Regions from separate parts of the Manis pentadactyla genome. Here region 1 is linked to region 2. Evidence: chromatin contacts called from public Hi-C data. All regions are on one chromosome and are shown on one strand. The core of a region is the stretch at or near the end of the contact, and the rest is flanking DNA. Distances in the headings are between cores, read along the strand shown.

Region 1 (6,806 bases), core at 2,727-5,226, 190 kb before region 2:
CAGTCCCACTTTTAATATTGCTAAAAATGAGAGGTCTTCACACTCAGGCATAACTAATTATCAAGGCTTTGATTGGGATATAACTTTTTATGGTTAAAGAGGAAGAATGAAGGAAGTAGTTCCTCAGCTGACACAGGGAGAGGATGAGGGAGTGAACTATAATTTTGGTTCCCAGTGTACCTTTAAATACTTTAAAATGTTTGCATGCATTAAAGAATACCGTAATTGAAAATTATTTAATTGTATTCTTTGGACTGTATTTTTTGAGTCTCAATCTTCACTGTAATCATCAAAAAATGTTTAAAATTTTACTACATACCAGGCATTACACTAGGAACTGAGGATTCAAAAATGAATGAGATACGACAGCTTGTAAACATAGAAGCATAACACCAAGAGAGGGCTAATTCTCCTACCTCAATTAGTTTCTGTTGGACAGAATCAGAAATTTTTCTCAAGATCTCCTTCATTATAGCTCACTTACTCTTGATTTCTACTCTTAGTAGGTTTCCTGGGGCTCTATATCTTCTTTAAAATAGACATGGATCAGTTCTGGGTAAGCCTGAACTAAGGACTCAAAATAAAGCCATAAACAGGTGATGATATATTCATCAAACAAGTATGTAGTCAGACCGCCCTTGCCATGTGTCAGAATGGCCTTAGCACTGCATGGGATAAAAAGAAATGTATGACAGTCACAGAAAGCGAGAGATTTTAAGAAATATAGGAATTCAGAAACAGGAGTAAACAGCACGAGGTGCTATTGCTGAAGATGACTTGTTCATTTTATAATCAGAAATCTAAGCCACTCTTTGTTAGTTAATATTTTTCTTAAGTTATTTTAGTCAGGAACATCATAGCGGTTGTTGAATCACTAGAAATTCTGAAATGTTGTTTTCTAAGGGGAGCCTGGTTTTTAAGTAAGCTAGAGAAATGGCTTCATTTGTAGTACTTGAGTTAAAAAGTCAGAGATGAATTTTTCTATAGTTTCTGGAGTTTTCATTTGTCTTTAAAATTCAAACAGTGGAACAGTGCAAACTGAAATATGAAAATATTGTTTTATAAATGCAGTTTATAAAATTCCACTGAATGGAAATACATATTTTTTAAATTGAAATTTACATTTTTTAACTGTTTTAAGAAGAAATTAAGAAAACAAAGTATTTCATCAGTGATATGATTTAGTAGTTGCCCAAATTGTTACTTTTTACAGATATTTTGGTTTTATTGAAATTCATTTACCTTTTTTTAACAAAAAAAAACTGCCAAGATTATTTATCCGAAGTTAAAATTCTTCATTGTGTGTATTTTCTGGCCACTATTATTTGTTTTGTTTTATGATTACCACTTAAAATAATTTATTGTATAACTTAATATATGATGGGCCACTCTAGATGTCCAATAAAGATATACAACTGTGTGAAAATCTTGTTGATTAACCTATTATTTCAAACCCCCAGATAAAAATAGTACGTGCCTTTCCTTTTTTGTTTTCTTATATGGTATAAAAGGCATTCAATCATTCAAATGATGACAGAACTTCTGGTTAAAGAGGAAGAACTAAGGAAGTACCTATATGCTGTCACTGAGGACATTACATTGACAGGGCCAAGTCTCTACCTCCATGAAGTCTGCATTCTGGAGGAATGTAAATGGAACATGGCTTTCAAAAATATTTTTTTATCCCTAGCACAGTGTTAGTGGCAGGTAGATGCTAGTGCTTCAAGTTGCTTCTGTTTTAAAGTATATCACGCCTTCCATTGGAAAATAAATCCAAGCACAGCAGGTCAATTCTCCCATCTACTTGGAAACACTGTAATATGCCCTCAGAAAACTATAATGTTGCAATGAAACAAAATACAATACTCACCTCTATTTGTGACATACAAAAAAATTCCTCCCTTAAATATAACAGTAACTACTATGACACTTTATAATTTAAAACATTTTAAGAAATACAGTAATTGAGCTTCGAACAACTCTGTGAAGTAGAGAAAGACAGCATAATTTTTGGATTAAGAGGATGAACTTTTGATTCATAATTTAATCTCAGCTCTGTGACTTTCAAAACATCACTTAACCTCTCTGACCCTCGGTTTCCTCATATGTAAAATATTAATAGTCAAAGTTACCTCATATGGTTGCCGTGTGGATTAAAGTAAGATATATAAAGTATTTACTACAGTGTTTACCATAACAATAAATGTTGACTATTGTCATTAGTGCTATCATTCTCCGATTTTACAGATAAAGAAAATGAAGATTACAAAGGCTGTGACTTAAGAATGCACAACTGTAAAATGGAGGGGAGACACTCTGAACCCTTATGACTCCAAAACTTTTTTCAGCTTTATGTCAGTGTAAAATAAGGCAGATGGAAGTACAGTAGATCAGTCAGAATATTAACAACTTCAGTGTTTATTTCACACTGAATTTTATAAGGTTATCATTTAATCAACCTATCATCATCAAATTTTCTTAAATTGTGAAATAAAGTTACCATAAACGCTGTTACAGCATTTTCCTTTAAAAAAAAAATTTCCTGTTTTTGCTCCCCTTGGGTTTCGAGTTTTTTAGGCTTTCACCTTCTTTTAAGTCAAACTTGTCACTAACCATTTGATACAAGGTTTCCTAAAGTCTTCCACAAACATTCTGTTATTTCAACCTCAAGTGGGTGCAGAGAGCAAGGTCAGTATTACACTGTTTACACACGAGATAACAAACGCAGCAAGGTTAAATGCCTAGATCCTGGCCAAAGATGTAGTCTTTCTGATTCTAAATCCTATGCTAAGACTGTTTCATATAGGCTTCTTAAAGTATGGGATGGGTGGGTGAGAAGCTTCTGCTAATCACATTAAAAGTGACATTTAAACTTGAAAAGATATCACCTTCTAAAAAGTTGAAAACGCGGCAAGGCACGGGAACTCTTGATAATACTTTTAAAGAAACATGGACTAGTCCTGACGAGATGGCTCAGATACTCCAAAGAAAGGCATCCAAGCAAACCCAAGCCTAGTAAAAGCGCCACACTGGCAGATTTCACACAAGTGGCCCGACGTGTCTTCCAGGAAACACACAGAAAACGAGAGACAAAGGAAGCCACGGAGGAGTTGGGGTAAAGGTAAAAACAGCGGGTAGGGCTTCCCTGGAACACTGGGGGCGCGCGAAGCCTAGGAGGCCAGGAAGGGAACTCGTGGAGCATCGGGCGGACACTGAGGTCTGAGAACAGGCCTGGAAGCAGCGGGAGGAGGCGTTCGTCTGGCGAGCAGGCTGCCCGCGGGCCCCACCCAGCGGAGCTCCCCAGCGTATTTACTTCTCTGATTCGAGTCGCGGTGGAGGCACAAGAGGGCGCGTAATAGGTAAGGAGAGAAGGGAAGAGACTAGAGCAGCGACAGGAGGGCGAGGGTCAGAGTCCAAGTTTCGCGGGTCTGGGGGCTGAGCGGCCCTGTGAGCCGGCCGAGCCGCCGTAGTCCCGCCCCTCCACGCGTGGCGCCCATGACGTTTGGCGCGCGGGCCGCTCTCTTTACAGAGGTCGCTCTTGTCTGAACGGTCGGCCTCTGCTGCGCCTGCGTGGTGGGGAGGGGAAGTGAAGCGGTCTGTTCGGCGCCTTTTCCGGCGGCGGCGGCGGCAGAACTGGGAGGAGGTGGTGGAGGCCGGAGGTAGCCCTCGCTCGGGGCGGCGGCTGGAGGTAACCTCCTGGGCCGAACTGGAAAGGTGGGCCACCTCAGTTTCCGTCTCCCTCTAGCTTTCGGGCAGTAACTCCCTTTTTTCTTAATGTTTCTCTGCAGGGAGAGCACCGAGTTCCCGCGAGGATCAATGACCTGACGAGGCGCCAGAGCCGAACTGACTCTCGGGTGGCCTGGGTCGGTGGTGAGCCCGGCGGTCGGACCGGCGAGCGAGCCAGAGGGCCGCAGTGTCCCGCGGCGGAGAGAGGAGAAGGCGGAGGAGCGGGTACCGCGGAGGCGCTCGCGCGGCGCCTGCGGGGGGAAGGGCAGTTCCGGGCCGGCCGCGCCTTAGCAGGGCGGCGGCTCTCCCGGCGCAGACGCAGGGCCCCGGCGGCGGCCACGAGTGGGGAAACCAAGTTGTGCGGTCGGTGATGCCTGAGTGAACGGCGGGCCCGGGCCCCTGCCCCGAGGAGGCAGCTCCCACGCAGGCCGCACGGGTGCCCTCGCGTCCGGGAGGCTTCGTTTCTGTTTGGCGGCGGCAGCGGTGTTGTTGGCTGAGGGGACCCGGGACACCTGGATGCCCCCGGCCCCGGCTCCTCCGACGCGATGGGGAAGGTGCTCTCTAAGATCTTCGGGAACAAGGAAATGCGGATCCTCATGTTGGGCCTGGACGCAGCCGGCAAGACAACAATCCTGTACAAGTTGAAGCTGGGCCAGTCGGTGACCACCATCCCCACCGTGGGTTTCAACGTGGAGACGGTGACTTATAAAAACGTCAAGTTCAACGTATGGGATGTAGGCGGCCAGGACAAGATCCGGCCTCTCTGGCGGCATTACTACACCGGGACCCAGGGTCTGATCTTCGTAGTGGACTGCGCCGACCGCGACCGCATCGACGAGGCCCGCCAGGAGCTGCACCGTATAATCAATGATCGGGAGATGAGGGACGCCATAATCCTCATCTTCGCCAATAAACAGGACCTGCCTGATGCCATGAAACCCCACGAGATCCAGGAGAAACTGGGCCTGACTCGGATTCGGGACAGGAACTGGTATGTGCAGCCCTCCTGTGCCACCTCAGGGGACGGACTCTACGAGGGGCTCACATGGTTAACCTCTAACTACAAATCCTAATGAGCATTCTTCACCCATCCCCCGGAAGGAGAGAAATCAAAAACCCATTCATAGGATTATCACCACCATCACCTCTTTCAATTGCCACATTCTCCTCTTTTGAATTTGAACTCTGGAGTTACTGTTCTTACGGTTTGGGCGGGGGTTAGGGGTTTTCTTTTTATTTTCTTTTTTCTTTTTTCCTTTTTTCCTTTGCTTTAGGACGCCCTGATAAACGACATTTGACGTGAACACAAAGTGCTAGATGCTCTTGCCGACTTCCAGCAAATGGGATGGGGGTAAAATAAGTCTGGTAAAGTCCTTTATAATAATGGTTTGATTTTTTTTTTTATTTTGAAAGAATCTTTTTTTTCCCAGTGTATGCTTTTTTTTCTTTTTGCCCACTTTATCACTTGCTGTAGATGGCTTATTTTGCATTCATGCAGACTATGTTGCGAGTCTGTTTCATCTAGTAAACTGAAAATTATTGCTTAATCAAACTGCCGTTTGTCTTTTATATTTAAGGCCTTTTCCCCTCCCTTATGAGTTCTAACTTAGTGATTTTCAAAATGTGACGTTTTATATCGAAGACCAGTATAGCAAACTTAGCCCATAGTGGCAGAAGTGAGTAATACCATTGTAATATGTTCCAGTAGCACATAAGTGTGTTAAACAGGTAATGTAAGAAGTTCTTTGAAATGTCAGCTATTAAGTTCTGAAACATACATCATGCATGAGTAGGGATAAAACTCAAGTTCCCCATTACATAGTTAACACTGCATAAAAATACGAAAGTGTAACCTGTCGAGGACAGACTTTTTTCACTGCAAAGTTAGTTAACTTTGCTATGTTTTCCATCTTCTAACTTTAAAGATACATTCTTCCCAGAAAATGGAGCAATAATGGTATATACCACACACAGATGAAATATTTGTAGATATTTTAAGTGATTATGGGGTGAAACTGGAATATATACTTTACCGTATTTCAACTGTTTAAGACCAATAATTTAAAAATTACTAGAATGTTTACTTTGTTCATTAAGCATTTAACAATTCAAATAATATGCACATTTTACCTAGTGGAAAACCACACATTCCAGTTGTAACATTACAGCAACTGATTAGTGCAAGTCTATTTTTATAGATGAATGATCCACATCTCCATTAATTAGAACACTGGAAAAGATGTTTATAAAAAAGGTAATTCTGTTTGATTGTAGGATTAACTCATGCAAATAGATATCCTGTTGGTTCAATAATACACTATCTCTTAAGGAAGGAAATGTGATGAATGAATGAAGTGTAGGTTTGAGGAATGAACAAAGGGGAAGAAGCAGGATGAAAAGAACCTACAGATGACAATGAATGTAAAACTTTTTTCTTCAAGGGTAAGCCATGTGCTCACTGGTGATATCCAGATCCTAACAAGATTACTTGCTTAGCTGGTTAGGACCAGTAACCAGATGTTAATGCTTGATACAATATTGTGAAGCAGCATCTGGTTCTTATATAGCCTTAAGGATTAGTTTTAGAGATCCTCAAGGAATTAAGCTTAGGGAACTTAAGAAATGTAGACTGCAAAGGTAGTATACAAGAAAAGATGGAGAGGGTTTTGTTCATGAGGGTGTCTGAAACCTGAAACTGAGCGGGATATCATGGTATATAGTTGGACAGTACCGGTCCTTCATGCTTTGGCCATATTGTATGATGGAGCTTTTACCAAAGATGTATGAGAAAAATAAGGCTATAAAAAACTATTCAAAGTAAAACTCTTGAACAAACATTTTACTTAAGGCAGATGAGAAAAGGTGCTACGTTGTAGGCTCCTCATGGTGCAGAGGGATTTTTTAATTCAAAATGCAACTAAGGTACAATGTTTTCAGTTTCACTTCAGTATCTCTGGAAATGAAGCTGATGGATACATCTAAGAACATTTTAGTTGCTTTTAAAATTCCTAAAGCTCCACCATAAATCTAATGCTTAGTGTTTTAAGTGATTACATTTTAAGGTACCTAAACATGGGTTA
Region 2 (7,124 bases), core at 2,585-5,084:
GAAACATAAAGTCTTTATATTTCAAAAAGAATTCTACTTTTAAAATTATATAACAGCTTCAGCTAATACTGGATCCCTTAAGGCATAAAACATTTTTTAATTTATCTTTGTGTCTCTGGCACCATACCACACAAAGTTTAGTTAATCTGAATTCGTAATCCCACCACTTATCTTTCCTTACAGTCCTAACACCTAGTCTGGTCCCAAATACACAAATTATTTGTTTTTGGCTAGAATTTACATAATCAGAGAACTTCATCATGAGCAATTTCAATCAAAGCAAAGAATATAGACACAAGTGGGGCTTGTTAAATTTAGCACCCTTAATTTCTAAAATTGAACATGTCCTTGCCTTATACCAGTCACACACACAAAAGGTACTGGGATACAAAAATGGATGAGATATAATTTTTTGCTCCTTACAGGCTCAAACTCTAGGCATCACAGAGGTAACTTGTGTAAAATTTAATTGTTACTAACAGGTAAAGGAAGCAATCAAAAGGGAATGTACATAAATTCTATTTAACTGAGTGCATTTTTCTTCACTGGCCAGATTTGCCTTGTTCTAGTTTACTTTGACTGTTAAAAAAAATCTGAATGGTTGTGGAATGTTCAGAAAGGCTGGAAAATGCATTTTAAAATCTGTAAGTGATAACAGAAACATAAATAGCTGAGTTACTTGTCTGAGGTAATGCCCAATTATAAAGCTATATAACTGACAACTGAAGAGGACATTTGTAAAAGAAGCCTGTTTTATTTCAGAGGAAGAACCCAAGACCAAATAGTTAAGAGATCTTAACACTGAGAGTTAGCGCCTGAGTCTAGTGAATCATCATACCTGTTTCTCCACAACAAAATCAACATCTACACCACACATTAGCTTAGAAACCATGCCTAGGTAATGAAATCTCAGGATGAAGATTTGGGTAGGTATTTACCGATTTTTTCTTTTTGATGTATAGAATATGAATATCTTCACTTCGATATTCTTCATCATGCTTTTCCAAAGGAATTTTTTCAAAGTCAAAGTCTAATTGAAGGAGCTATAAATTGAAAAGAGATACATCTTCAAATTCAATTAATATGAACTGTTTTATGGTGACAGAAGTCTGAATGATGGAGTAATACAGACTGGGAAGGGGCACAGGAGGCCTTCTGAGGTCCTAAAAATGTTCTTTATCTTTATGTTGGGTAGTGATTACTTGGGTGTCTACACATGAAAAACTGAGCTGAGCACTTGACATATGTGCATTTTACCTAAGTTGTAACTCAACTGACACTGTTTAACAATAAAAAAATTTCAATTATAGTTTCAAAAGTTCAGTAACATTCTTCATATTCAAGAAAAACATGTAAAAAAACATTTTAGTATATGTATGAGGCAGTGTCATATATTTGCTTTCTCATTTAATCAATGTCATTTTTGGTAGTTTTGTAGTTTTATCAGTGGATAAATTTCAGGGCTATATATATGTGAAGAGTCACTTGTAATTTTCATGGACTTAGGAACATAAAAATGGTTTGGTTGACCACTGGTGGCAGATGGGTGAAGGATACATTGGATACTATGTGCTACTTTTGAAACTCTGAGTTTTTATTTCAAAATAAAAGGTTAAAGAAAACCCTGAAAATAGTTATCTTGGTCTAACTTTCATAAAAATGTAGAGGAAAACACAGACTTAAAACCTATCACAAATCATGTTTGTATGATATATTCTCCAAGAGTAATATATACATCATTAATATAGTCCCCAAAGCTATCATGTTTAATGAAGAAATGTTCTCAGAAAAGACAAAGTTGTCACCATTAACTACTTTCTGTTTTTCTCTAGCTACTAAATCATATAAAAAGGAGGGGGGAGTTTAGTAGAAAGGTGGGCTATAAAGGATCCTATCCTGGGTTCACACAGGCAGAATGTTTTCCCCACTCAGTTACCATAATATACTTGAATACAGTCACACAGAGCCTCCCTGAAGGGTAATCACTACAGAAGAGTACTCACCTCAAAATATTTTTTCTCAATTTCTGGATTTTTTCCCATTGTTCGTTGTTCATAACAACATATAATACAAGTCTCAAATCCACTAAGATCTTTTAGGGTTTTCAATAATGGCTCCAAAGACTGTTCAAAAAGGAATACAATATTTATGACTTTTTAAATTTTTGTATTTTTACTGTAAAAGGGAGTAGGGGAAATGGGAAGGGGCAATTATTACTCCCCTCCAATTGATCCATCTTTGAATCAATCCAACAAAATACATGTAGTTACAGCTCATTAACTAATGACTGGCAAACTCCTCAACAAAACAGTTTTGACTTCAGTTTCCAGAGAAAGGATTCAAGTGACTGCATTTCAGATCCCCACAGGAAAACAAATGGAACTGACTTCACTCTTAAAAATTTTCTTTAATCTAATTTACTTGGGGTTTAAACAATTAGCAATTCACCTACAAAAGCAAGTCTGACCCTAACCTGAACATAAACTGGCTCAATGATCATTATTTAAAAAATGAATGATGCCCACAATGCTATCTATATAAACTCATATTTTAAAAAAATCATTCTGAGTCAATCCTTCCACAGAACAAAGAACTTTTTACAATGCAACTCAATTCTCAATGTCATCGTTAATATGTTCACTAGGAACATTTAAGTAAAAAAATGTAATTTTAGGTTTTCATAACAGATCCGAATGGCAAAATCCTTTAAAAATTTTACAGAAACCTCTAGTAAAATGCACATAACACTTTTCTCAACAGGCTTCACAGGCCTATATGTTAATCATGAGTGTATATGTATACAGGTAGTCCCCGGTGGCTTTTATTTTCTCTTCACTGTGTTATCAACTATAGGACAAATATCCTGTATTCAGAGATGTTAAAACGTAAAAAAACGTGTGCTTTGGAACCCACCAAATACAGTATATCTTCTAAAGAAAGAGACCTCACTCGCTTAATACTTACCTCTTCATAGTATATGCAGTCAGCCATCAGTATGTAGTCTGGCGGAGAAGTAAAGTCCTCTATTTCTTCCCCCCTTAAAAATGTCAATCAAATATTTTATCTGTTGCTTTAATGACTTAAAATATTTTTTTATCAACAAGACCCGTAAAGTCCCCTTCGTATTAAACATGCTTTCAGTGAAACGAAATTTAAAGCAAAATACAAATCATTATCTTAAAACAAGCTTAAAGGCCATACAAACCATTTCAGTACCTTGGCTTGAACAGAACCAGTGACAAGATGCTTGTTCATATTAATATTCATCTTCAGCAAGTCTTGTAATTCCTCAAGATCGGTGACTACAACATCTGCCCTATAAAATAACATCAACTGAAGTGTAGGCACACGGGTGGGAAGCCTGTGATCCAGGTTTCTCGAACAAAGCGGCGCCCCCTCCCGCCAGCTCTTACCCGAGGGTAGCAGCCATGAGTCCCACTGCCCCGGTACCGGAGCCCAGCTCCAGCACCGACCGCCGGCACAGAACGTGGGTCCCATCGCCGGAAAACCCGGCCGTTTCCAGGTATTTAGAAAGTACAATAGCAGCGTCCCAAACAACACAACCTACGCCTCCGGAGCCATACTGTTGCAGTCGTAATACTGTGCCATCTCGCTTCTCCAAAATTCGCACAAAGTTCTGCAGAGGGTCCTCCACGGAGGACTCCGGGGTTGTCGCCATCGCTGCCCGGCAACAGAATGCGGCGCACGCAATGACGTCACTACCAAGCGCACCGCCCTGCGGCCCCGCCTTGCGAGGGGCCCGGCACCTCCCGGGGGGCTGAGTTGACGCCACGGCGCGTGCGCGAAGGCACGAAGGCCGGAAGGCAGTGTTACCTGGGCGTAGCCAGTAGAGCCGCCGGCTTCCGCCAAACGGTGGATCTACACGCTCCTCTAAATTTAAAGTCTGGTTTAACGAACAGGCAGTTTTAAGTCACTCTTACACAGAGAACTAATATTATGATCTGTCCTTTAAAAATAAAGCCATCATCCTTACCTGGTTGTGGAGATCGCTTGTCACAGTAATTAGCCTTAAATCCAGGCAGCTTCCAAGGTCCTACCAAGGAAGGCTATAATCCTCCTTATCAAGTTTCCTGGCATGTTCCTAATTTTTCATCTGGATTTATAAAAGCAGTTGCTGGAAGCTTGATAACTGCGTTTAACTGAAGACAAAGTTGTCCCTCAAATTTACATTAAATTCTTTGGGATTGTGTAATTCGCACAAAATGCTGAAAATAATGTGTACGTATATATATTTCTACATAACAATCTCCCCCCTTGTTCTTTACAATGAACACACGTATTTTAAAAGTCTTTTAAAAATTAAGACTGGGGTGATTTATTAATCTTGTTAAGAACTCTGATACAAAGCACAGTAAAAGGCCACAGACCAGTAAATAGATAACGTGGCTTTTGGCTTCTTTACAATTGCTGCTACAGCACTATCAGCAAAACACTTTCCATCAATTTCAACGAATGAGTCCAAATGGCTAAAGTTTTACTTCTCTGATTAAAAAGTTTAATAAAGCTTTAAGTATTTTCTGGTTTAAATATTACCAATTTAAAAAAATATTTAAAAAAATTTTTAGTTAACATAAGATTTATAAAGTTACTAGGTTTTGAAGGCAAGGTAGTTGGTTCCTATGCCATAAGAAACTTTTCCTCTTAATTTTTTAATTAGTAAATAAAGTAGCAGATTGTATTATAGGCCTCAAGTCACTTAAATCTCTATAGGGTATTAGCAGTTATCTTTAAATATACAATATAAACAAAACTGTACATACATGGCATATTAACTTTTTTTTCCAAAATAATAGTCAACTCATTAGCTAAAGACACCTAGTCTGCAAAAAAAAAAAGGCACATCTGAATGAGATACATGCCCTTTTTCCCTCTTATGATTAGGTTAGGTAGTCTTTGTTTACATTTTGACAAACAGTGCATTCTATTATTTTCATTCTATTTTTCATTTTTGTCTTCAGCAGCAAATTCTGACATTTAAGACATGGCATTAAAGAGTTTAAGAACAATGGGTATTATTCATAATTTTAAATGTAAAAACTAGAAGTAAAAACTAGAAGATAGGTTTAAATAGGTTTAAAAATCCCTAACACCATACACCCCCTAATTGTGTAAATTCATTGCCTTAAAAAGGCATCTATTACTCAAATTTGAAAAATTCCACAATGCACTATCCCTTTTCAGTGCAATCAATGTCACTTTAAACCATTATTTTAGCAGATTCTACAGTGCAAATATAAATTCTTTATACTGGCCTTTTGGCAGCACTGAGGATCCAAGACAAAGCAATGCTACTGATCACCTGAGGAGAACAGTAAAAGACTTGCATTTTTATTTTCCAATTTTTAAAAGCTTATTTGATCAGTAGCATTTTTGTAAGAGCATTATTTGTAAAAAGTACTAAAATATTATGCCTTTTTTTGAATAAATTAAAAAAAAAACCTTTACAAATACCATTCCAGTGTCAATGACTACATATGGCTAAAGTCATTGAGGAGTTTCTGCATTTTCCAGCAAAGGCAGTCTATACGATGGGGGGTGCGAAAGCTCCCGTTTGTAAGTCTTTGGTGGCAGTTTTGGTAGGTGAGGGCTTGAATTCTGCCTTGGTGGAACAGGAGGAGCTTGAGGATGAGCAAGATTATTGTGACTAGAACTGAGCACATAGCATCGACGTGGTATCCTAGGAGAGGGTGTGCTAGGAGGAGTATTTGGCGAATTTGGACATGTACTGATGTCTCTGAACCAATCTGGATCTCTGTGAAGATGTCCCAGTGGAGGCAGCTGAAGATTAAATGGACAGTTTATAAAGTGTTCTGGAGGCCGAAGGGGAACTGGTGGAGGGGTATCCGGAAGAGGATCTCTCGGTGGTGGTGGAGGTGGACTGTGCAGAGATGCATCAAATGCACCAGTAGGAGCAGGAACTCTGGGTTTTACCTTTGGAGGGGGAGGTTGTCTTGGTGGAATAGCTGGGGGATCATCATCAGATTTCAGATTTCCCTCAAAAAAAAAACCCCACATAATTAAATTATACCTCTGTTCTCATGAAAGATCTGTAAGAAAAAGTTTTGAAAAAACTGAAAAATTCTTATATGTCAAGTTAAATCTAGAGACTCAATTGATTAAAATAGGTTAATTTGGTTTAATGATCAGGTTAATGAATAAATTGTTTCCAGTTTAATTCAAAGCCCAGTCATGATTTTTATATATGAGATGTTTTCATGGAAATCTTAGAACATAATGCCTCAGATTTCAAAATTTCCAAAATTTATGCATTTTAATCCTAATAGGCAAGTGAGTGAAAAGGATATATATATAGCTCTGTAGATACTAAAGGACATGATGTCAAGGGGACTTAATGCTTTCTGGTCTCTACTTCACTTTCTCCAGAGAGGCTTAGAATGGTGGTTCTCAAAGTGTGATCCAGGGACCAGTAGCATTGACACCAGTAGGGACCTTATCAGAAATGCAAATTCTTAGGCCCCACCCAGACCTACAGAATCAGAAACCCACAATCTGGTTTTAACAAGCCTTCTACAGGATTCTGATGCAGCCTAAAGCTTAAGAAGCACCAGCTGAAAGTCTGAAAAATGGTTTGAATACTAAAGTTCTTTCTACGTCTACCAGAAACAAAATGTACTTCTGAGTATCTGTGAATCTGACCAGTATGTTTTTTAGAAAAAGTGTTATGAGTATTAAACAGTTATTTAAAGTATTTTTCAAATAAAACAACACAAATGTTTAAAAACAATAAAGGGTAGCAAAAGTATAAATGACAGACTCTTTGTAAGAACAAGCATTATTTCAAAGATTCACAACTTTGAATAAGTTGAGGCAAACATAAGTCCTGTTGACTACCTTGGAATTTGAAGCATCATGATCAAACTTTTTTCGAGGTGGCAGTGGAGGAGGAATCAGTGGCTCTTCACTTAGTTTATGTAAACTACCACAGGAACTGAAGAAAGACTCTACGGGTAAGAAAGATCAAACACAATTCATGGTGTTATTGTAAGACAGAACTATGTTTCAATCTGTGATGACCTCTGCTAAAGCATCTGTCAGGTTGAACCGTAGCTCGGTACTAGTTTATCTATCCTCTCCACTAAATG

What was found. A called contact is a pair of places that touch in the nucleus more often than the background predicts.
Region 1: a Hi-C map of blood shows a contact between it and region 2, with 3 times the contacts expected there. The contact joins the promoter of ARF6 here to the promoter of VCPKMT in region 2. A contact is called at or near these places in 2 of 3 Hi-C or Micro-C datasets (blood and skin fibroblasts).

Annotation. Positions count from the first base shown.
Region 1 is chr11:49,980,061-49,986,866 of mManPen7.hap1, reverse strand. ARF6 (ADP ribosylation factor 6) reads left to right here and starts at 3,976. Exons shown (of 1, transcript XM_036917145.2): 1 at 3,976-6,806. The coding sequence starts at 4,272. The coding sequence ends at 4,799.
Region 2 is chr11:49,787,844-49,794,967 of mManPen7.hap1, reverse strand. It overlaps VCPKMT (valosin containing protein lysine methyltransferase), which reads right to left and starts at 3,834. Exons shown (of 5, transcript XM_036917229.2): 1 at 3,414-3,834; 2 at 3,217-3,316; 3 at 2,004-2,123; 4 at 939-1,043. The coding sequence starts at 3,679. It overlaps SOS2 (SOS Ras/Rho guanine nucleotide exchange factor 2), which reads right to left. Exons shown (of 22, transcript XM_036917210.2): 21 at 6,874-6,983; 22 at 5,443-6,015. The coding sequence ends at 5,506.